3 separate regions of the Zea mays genome follow, and regions 2 and 3 are each linked to region 1. Evidence: chromatin contacts called from public Hi-C data. All regions are on one chromosome and are shown on one strand. Each heading gives the region's core, a stretch centred on a gene start, on an enhancer-like site or on the middle of the called end of the contact. The rest is flanking DNA. Distances are from core to core; before and after follow the strand shown. Region 1 holds the start of LOC103629994 (Embryogenesis transmembrane protein-like). Region 2 holds the start of LOC100194230 (Adenine nucleotide alpha hydrolase-like superfamily protein). Region 3 holds the start of LOC103629998.

Region 1 (2,865 bases), core at 265-2,764:
TAGCCAAGGTTGCTTCTGAGCGAAGCCAAGGCCTCGGGCGAGCCGGTGATGTGTCCGCCATAAAAGGGGGGCCTCGGGCGAGACGGAAGTCTCTCGAGGTCGGCTGCCTTTGGCCGAGGCTAGGCTCGGGTGAAGCGTGATCGAGTCACTCGTGTGGACTGACCCCTGACTTAATCGTACCCATCAGGCCTTTGCAGCTTTATGCTGATGGGGGTTACCAGCTGAGAATTAGGCGTCTTGAGGGTACCCCTAATTATGGTCCCCGACAAAACTAGTGTATTTTATGAATTTAATTATATTTTGATGATTTTATGCAGAAAGTAATTAATAATGCACAAATAGCCTCGTAAATTCATGAAATTATACGAAGATACAACATATGACCACATATAGTCATAAAAAATAATGACACCATAAAATCCACAAGATGTCAATGTTTCTTCTATTTTATTACCACTTATTGTGTGAGTTATATATGAAATCACTCTAAGTATCCAAGTTTCAACATAATTAATACTTCACTGTACCATTTTTATGTGGCAACTTGAGGTTATCTTCTTATAAAATGTTTATTAGTCTTTATAATTTATTTGCAATTTTGTGGTCGAACAAGGATATTTTATGATAAGCAATTAATACATTATCCGACAAGTATTCGATATTCAACCAAATAATATTCGTATCCGTCACTTATCCACCCGAATAAATATCCGGTCCCTTTATTCGTATCTGTCCCGTTTCTAACTATCTGTATCTGATGCCAAATCTGTTTTAAATACATTAGGGTAAGATACAGGATGAGGTACTATCCGTCCGTGTCCGCCTAATTTCACCACTATTTAATTTAGACTATAAAAGATTTATTCTCCTTTCATCCATTTGTAACCGAACAATTTCTATCCGGCCTGGAATACGGATGAATCCAACCATTGGTATGGACGCCGGTGGGAAGTATGGGAGTGGTTGGCTGGACTTGACCTAGGATCCTTGCCAGACTTGATCGAGTTGGAACCAAGCTCATTCGAACCACTTTGTCATGGTTAGTTTTACTTTTCTTTACTGAACCATGCTGGGAAGAGATCAGGTTTGGTTGGCTGCATATAGAATAAAAAATAAAATAAAGTAAAATTTATGTAACAAGTGTAGTCTAGTTTTGTCGATAAAAATGTCATGACCACGGTGATGGAATCAGTTTATTAGTTTGATATATATAAATTAAGAGATATAACATAAAATCTAAAAAAACACATCTCAATTCTCGTGCCCACGTCAGTCCAACTTGATTTGGGAGGGAAGGGAAGGGAAGGTCATCTCCCACGTGCCTGTTGGGCCTAGCCGAGAGGTGCTTTGGGAACCAATTCGGTTTGGCCACGAAGACTGTCCAAGCAACCAAACAAGCGTTGACTGCATCTACCGGACCTGACCTCAAGTTGACGCAGCCGGTACCAATCATTCCATATATATCCCTACTCCCAAACTCACTGTCATTGCACTCACAGGATTATGTATACTTTTTTACAGTTCAACACAATACATCTAAATGTTAATCCATCACACACAACAGCACTTTACATCACTTTCGACGGTCAGACATATTTTCGATGCCCAGAGTTAGGCCACCGAAAATAAAAATTAATTTTTAAGAGTTTTAAGAGAAGTTCAGCATTAGAAAATAAGAAGGATGCGTTCTTGGTGGTAGGGCTTGAAGTCCCAAGTGGTCGACGGTAAAAAAAACTGTTGTAGAAAAGAATAAAGCCAATCACTTACAATCACAATAGTCTGCCTAAGAGGAGACATTTCCTATGTTCAATAAAGGTGGGTACCGACTGAATGGAATGCACCATTGTTTTGTTTTCCTTTTTTTAAACAAGCACTCTTTCTTTCTTTCTTGGTGGCGGAAACCGAAGTTTTCTATCATTCTGATAGTGCCTACCATATAGGATACAACATCCTTTCAAATGTGGCATTGGATCCAACGCCACTGTTTATGTCTACGTACACATCAGTCTAACATTCAGTGATACATACAAGGCCACAGCATATTGACGATTTGGCATATAGTACTGAAATACTCCTGCAACACTACAAATAGAGCAAGTGTTCAGAATCCTCAGCGTTAGGGCACCCAGCGACGATTTGCCTTTGTTCGTCGAGCCCTATGGGCATGGAGGTTGAGCTGCAGCCAGGAAACAACGGCCATGTGGCTGAGAGAAGCGTGGATCTGCAGGACGAACTACGGCGACAAGGAGACCAAGTGCCAAGCGGCGCTGACGAGGCAGAGCTGGTGTGGAAGCTGCGGAAGTACTTGATGCTGCTAGCAATCCTTTCTGCAACCATCACCTACCAGGCAGGGCTTGCTCCACCGGGCGGCCTCTGGCTAGACAATAACGACGACCAGCAGCACGGCCATCTTGCCAGCGACATCGTCCTGCAATCCACCTATCCGAAGCGGTACAAGGTATTCTTCTACTGCAACTCGACAGCGTTCATGGCGTCCCTGATCGTCCTGATGCTGCTCCTGGTAAGGAGGCTCAGCTGCCATGCAGTCTGGCTCCGCTCGCTGCACCTCGCCATGTTGCTCAACCTGCTCGGGCTCATGGGCGCCTACGCCGCAGGCAGCTGCAGGGAGATCAGAACGTCCCTGTACACCTGGGCGCTGCTCGCCGGTGTCTTCACGTACGTCGCGCTTCACGTCGTGTTCTTCCGCCACCTAGCGTCTCCATGGCTTCGACAAAAACTCATGGGCGTCCAGAGGTCCTGGAAGGACACTCTCGCACGCGTGTTCAGGAGCGTAACCGACGAGCCAGAGGGACGACGAAAAAGGGAAGAACCGGAGCAGATGCCAGATGCTTCTTGTGTCCAGGA
Region 2 (2,865 bases), core at 117-2,616, 200 kb before region 1:
TGATCGCAACTTAAAAGGACAAAAAACGCTCAATTTCGAATCTTGTACGAATTTTTAGGTTGATCAAATAATTCCTAAAAACTGAGCAAAATTTTTTTTGTGAAAATCATGTTTTGTCATTGAGTATTTTTTAATGTAACAAAGCACATCAAAAGCCACATTGTAAAAATTCTGAATTACTAACTATAACGACGCTCATTTTTTTATGCTAACGATAACTGTAATGGTCTAGACGTACGTAGGATAAAGAGGTTTAGTAATTGGCTTTTATCATAAATATAGCAGCTAGGACAAGAATGCCGCGCAAGTCTGTCCCAAGGGCGGGCACATAGGAGGCTGGAGAGGGCCCAAAAGCTAGCGGTCTGTGTAGTACAACGCGTATAGAACAAGCCCACTCCTCAGAGCCCATTGGGCCTGTACCGACCCCGAACAAACAAGAAGTAGGTCCCGCCAGGGCCTCATCCAGAAACACAACACAGCCCATTGGTGCGTTGGCTAAGAATACAGCCCAGGTATGCTACGCAGGCTGCCTCGGCGAGGTGTCCGGCGAACGGTTCAACGATGCCGTGTGGTGCCATGCCACAGCCTGATCCGCGAGCATATTCCACTCCCGGTCCACGCCTTGCACAATCAATCAATCATCATCATCTATGTGTAAATATATATATGTGCATGCATTACTATTACTATTCTTAACACAATGGGCGATGTTCCTATATATATATTCTACGTGCCCCAGCGTCAGAACTAATAAACCATCCATTTCTTTGTACCAGTCATCAACTGCATGAGCGAGGACATCTTTTGGTACGGTGGAGATGGAGGACAATCGCCCAATCTGTTACAAGTGTGTTGTGCTTGTGCCTAGGCAAGCTGGCCTTGCTAGTAAAGATCGGATACTAGTTGTTTCAAAAGTATGATCTGCACTATAGAGTGTACTGTTCGCAGAGTTTGTTTGAATATGAGTATGAGTAAGCTGCTGAAGGTAGTCTTAGGGATTGTTGCTGAAGGTAGTCTTAGGGATTGTTTATGAGCAGTCTGTTGTAGGTTCAGTTTTTTTAGGAATTTTTTAACAACAACCTCAATAAAACGCTTTAGGAAATAAATTTTTAGTGTTCTTTTGAAGTTGCTCATCATAATATCAGTAGGATCAGATTACCATTTCACAGATGAACACATTACCAGCGCAGCCAGCAGAATTTGTGTACAAACCTTTGCTAGCTGCAGGACCCAGCGACCGAACAAGAACAACAGTATATACCTCGAAAATATCACAAGAATAACATCCCAGCCCAGAGCCCCAGACGACCAAATATATATATCTTCGTCCAGCACGGCCGTACACACACCGGCACCACGCGCCAGACGACGACTCCTGCTCCTGCTCGATCGTCTTCACATCCCTCTACCTCACGTCCTCACCTGGCCAGGGCCCGGCGGCCGGGTTAATCCAAGGCGCGCGCGCGTGCATGGCAGAGGCCGGTGGCGGTGGCGTCGACCAGGACGCCGGTAGCCTGCCGAGCCACACCAACGGTGTTGGCGGCGGCGGCAGCAGCACGTGGGAGATAGAGGAGCTGGAGCCGGATGACGGAAGACCGCCGCGGAGCGTCCCGGTCGCCGACGACGTGTACGTGGCGGTCGGCAGCGGCGGCTCCAGCATGGCGGCTCTGTCCTGGGCGCTGCGCCGCCTCGCCAAGCCGCGCAGCTTCGTCTACCTCGTCCACGTCTTCCCCGTCGTCACCAGCATACCCACCCCATGTGAGCCTACTACTGCTTGGTCTCTCTCCCCTCTTCTGCTTCTGCCTCATCATCTTCGTTTCTTCTACTAAATAACATGTCGTACTACTGATTTACGATTGATGATTATAACTTCATCACTAGAATAATTCAGATTGTTGCGTGTACTGATCAGTAGTGTTCCCTGACTGGGGATCCAGATCAAACTGCTTCCTCGATCCGAAATTCTAGCCCAATGTTTCCTCAAGCCCAACCTCAACATCGAAACAACTAACGCTGTAATTTGCAAACGAAGCCTTGTTTCCAAGCGATAAAAGATGTGGCCTCACGTCCGGACTAGTTTTTTTTTTTGCTCGCGTGGTTGAAACTTTCAAAGGTGTCGTCCTCACAAATTAAAGCCGGAATTTTCTTCATGGAGGCTTTTGTAAATTACATTGGGTTTAGCCCCGTCGCAGATCTGCAACAGCAAAATTCCAAGCCGTTGATGCTGACCTCGTAGCCTAGCTAGCCTAGGAGTCGTCGGAGACGCGAACAAAGCCACACATCATATCAGCATGGTGTTAGGTAGGTCCTGTGGCTCCTAATTGTAGGAGTATTTTTCTTTCTATGTTTTCTTTGGCAAACCAGTAGTAATAATGGGATCTGTTTGATCATCCCGTGAAATTATTGGGTTCTACTTCTAATCAAGCTGTTTCCATCGAAACACTTGGGTTTTAATCAGAGTCCTGTCCTGTGGGCGGTTCCATCAGACCTCACCTCACCTGGGTGAAGCACTCGGAATAAAGATAATATGCATTCATTATTTGAGATCCTGACAGCGAGTGCCAACGAGATTCGTGGACCATATATATACAGCGTACAGGAATACTGGAATGCCAAAGAAAAAAAAAAGCAGGTTTCTGAATGTGTTACTTACTGCCCATATGCTGCGTCTGACTATATATATTTAAGCAACATTCAGTTTAAGGGTTTGTTCGGTTAGCTCTCAATCCATATGGATTGAGTGAGATTGTGTGAGTTTAAATCCCAACCAAGTCAAATTTATTCTTAATTTTTTCCAATTTCATCAAATTCATGGGTAACTGGATTAACCGAACAAGCCTAAAAGGTAATAAATCCGTATTAACG
Region 3 (2,865 bases), core at 198-2,697, 180 kb after region 1:
TTTTAAAAGACTCAATTGTTTTGATCATGATACTTTTAAGTATATACTTGGTGAATTCTTTCTTACTTAGGTTAATTTGATGCTCATGCTTACTTTGATTCACATGAAATAATGGTTCTTGGTTTGACATTTGAGATAAACCCTAGGTGACACTGGGGTGTCACACACCGGACACTGTCCGGTGCACATCGGACAGTCCGGTGCCCCCTTCTGACCGTTGGCTCTGCCACGCGTCGCGCGCGGATTACGCGACCGACCGTTGGCCCGACCGACTGTTGGCTCACCGGACAGTCCGTACGCCGTTAATTGCTTCCCGAGAGCAGCCAGATGACAGACGCCGGCCTGGCGCACCGGACACTGTCCGGTGCACCCATACCGAGCTGTCTTTGGCTGAACAAAGCCATCTTCTTTTCCAACTTGATTTCTCCTGTTTCCAGCACTTAGACACAATACATTAGTCTCCAAAACAATGTACTAAGTCTTAGAAATATACCTTTTTACTTGATTTGCACTTTGTCCATCACTTTGCATAGATCAACATAAGTCCACTTGTGTTGGCACTCAATCACCAAAATACTTAGAAATGGCCCAAGGGCACATTTCCCTTTCAGTACGAGGCGAGTCAGTCATGCTCCTGGCCTTTCTCTGTGCGTGCCGTCGAGGAGGACATGGTGGCGCCTGCCACGCTTAGGTTATCTTGGAGACGAGGAGTCCAGGTCTGAGATATTGGACAACCAAGTCCTGTAACGTGGCAGCAATCGGCATATGCTACGAAGTTGGTGGTGGTGTTGTGTCACTTTGGCAGGTCCAGGGCTGGAAGACACTCGCATTCTCTAGCTTTTCTCGGATTGACGCCGGGTGCGGGTGCCTCTCGGTTTGGAGTTGCTCCGGCTTGGTTTTTGTCTCCGCTTGTGTGCTCTCTCCCTATATATCTAGCGGTATACTATCTATGTCGCCTCCAGATACCTAGGTCTTCGTCATGTCATTCTCCAGCAACGAACAGGTATGTCTGCCTCTTACCTTCCCCTCCTGCTCTACGAAACCTTAGAAGTGGAGGAGGCGAGAGATGAGTCTCTGATTTGCTACCTATGGTACCCGTGCGTTCATAAAAATATTATGCGAAGAGCGAAGATAATCAATAAAAATCTTGATATATTTTTTATGGATAATTTACTTGGATATTGTTGTGAGCCATCGCAACGCACGAGTAACCGACTGTTATCTATTTTATATTTAACTTTTTCCATATAATATCTTAAACTGAATGGTTTAATTACACGTTTGTACCGAATAATTAATTGCACATGATATATCCTCCTGTATGGGATGGCTTGGCTGACCTCCTGCCATTTGCCTCCAAGCTCCCAGGCCAGGCTCAAACGGACGAGACGAACGATTGGACGGACCTGATCCTGACCGACGGGGGCGGTTCGTTTGAAAGTCAGCAGCGACAAATGCGACGCGGGGTGGACTCGCCCCGTCTCCTCCTTCCGCACCCCCCTTTTCCCTCCATCCAATCCAGGCCTTCATTGCCTGAGCCGAACCTCCCATCCACCACCTCCTCCCTCCGCCGCCCCTGGACCTCCCTCCCAGCGAGTCAATCGCCCACAACACACGCGGTTCGTTCTTACTGGTTTCCAGGAGGGAGGTGTTTTTTTCCCATTTTCTTTGTGTGTGTTTGCGCTGCTGCCTTCTTATCAAGTCTTCTTGCACGTCCTTCTCTTCTCTCCCGGATTCATGCTTGGCGATATTTAGACTGTTTTCGTCTGAGATTCTTTCTGCCTCCTGCGTTCTTGGTCCCCGGCCAGCAGTCGGCAATATCGCTCTGTCGATCCTCCTGATACTTCGTCTTCCATTGGTTTTTTAATCCCATGTGAGCAGCAGCAGTAAGAAGAGGATCTGATTCGATCGGAGGAGACCTAGTGACGCCGCCAAATCGAATCGAATTTCTTGGCAACAGCAACAGTAACAAAAACTAGATTCTGGATTCGTCCCATTTTTTGCACTAGGGAAATAAAATGAGGCTGGTGGTACGCGTCATCGAGGCGCGGGGCCTCCCGCCCACGGACGCAGACGGGACGCGGGACCCCTACGCCAAGGCGCAGCTCGGGAAGCAGCGGGCCAAGACCAAGGTGATGCGCAAGACGCTCTGCCCCGCCTGGGACGAGGAGTTCGCCTTCCGGGTCGGGGACCTCAGGGACAACCTCCTCGTCTCCGTGTTCCACGAGGACCGCTACTTCGCCGCCGACGTCCTCGGCCAGGTCAAGTTGCCCCTCACCGCCGTGCTCGACGCCGACAACCGCACGCTCGGAACGCAGTGGTACCAACTGCAGCCCAAGAGCAAGAAGTCCAAGCTCAAGGATTGCGGTAAGGACACACCTTGCCACTTTTCTTGTTTTATTTATTTGCACTTCATTCAATTTGTGATTTTTGTTTCCCGTCTAGTTAGTTAGTCAGTTAATTAGTCGCCCCATATCACATGATGATACTCTGTGTAGCGGTAGTGCTACTAGGACTAGGAGAGATAACTCCCAAAACATGCTTGTTTCCTGATGATGGCTTTTGTAGGAGAAATTCGTCTCAACGTTTCTCTGGCTCAAAACTACTCTGAAGAAGAGACGACGGCACCTGCACATTGGGCCTCAGATGACCTTGCATCAAATTCAGACAAATCAACTGAATTGGTGAAAGGATCTTCTTTGCTGAATGTTCCTATTGAAGTATCCACAGCAGTACCAGAGATCTATGAGATAGAAGCTGCCGAGGAGGATAAATCAAACGCTGCTCCATCATTTGTCAACAAGCTATATCAAATGTTTAATAGTAAACCAAAAGATACAGAAGCTTCTGCCCCACTTCCCTCCA

The links. Hi-C and Micro-C count contacts between places; a contact is called where the count stands out from the background.
Region 2: a Hi-C map of root tip shows a contact between it and region 1, with 5 times the contacts expected there. The contact joins the promoter of LOC100194230 here to the promoter of LOC103629994 in region 1. A contact is called at or near these places in 6 of 25 Hi-C or Micro-C datasets (bundle sheath, ear, leaf and 2 more).
Region 3: a contact with region 1 is called in a Hi-C map of bundle sheath, with 2.3 times the contacts expected there. The contact joins the promoter of LOC103629998 here to the promoter of LOC103629994 in region 1. A contact is called at or near these places in 4 of 25 Hi-C or Micro-C datasets (bundle sheath, ear, leaf and 1 more).

What each region holds. Positions count from the first base shown.
Region 1 is chr6:131,064,198-131,067,062 of Zm-B73-REFERENCE-NAM-5.0, forward strand. LOC103629994 (Embryogenesis transmembrane protein-like) reads left to right here and starts at 1,515. Exons shown (of 1, transcript XM_008651088.2): 1 at 1,515-2,865. The coding sequence starts at 2,159.
Region 2 is chr6:130,865,073-130,867,937 of Zm-B73-REFERENCE-NAM-5.0, forward strand. It overlaps LOC100194230 (Adenine nucleotide alpha hydrolase-like superfamily protein), which reads left to right and starts at 1,367. Exons shown (of 4, transcript NM_001359434.1): 1 at 1,367-1,758. The coding sequence starts at 1,470.
Region 3 is chr6:131,242,615-131,245,479 of Zm-B73-REFERENCE-NAM-5.0, forward strand. LOC103629998 reads left to right here and starts at 1,448. Exons shown (of 10, transcript NM_001330571.1): 1 at 1,448-1,619; 2 at 1,882-2,367; 3 at 2,569-2,865. The coding sequence starts at 2,019.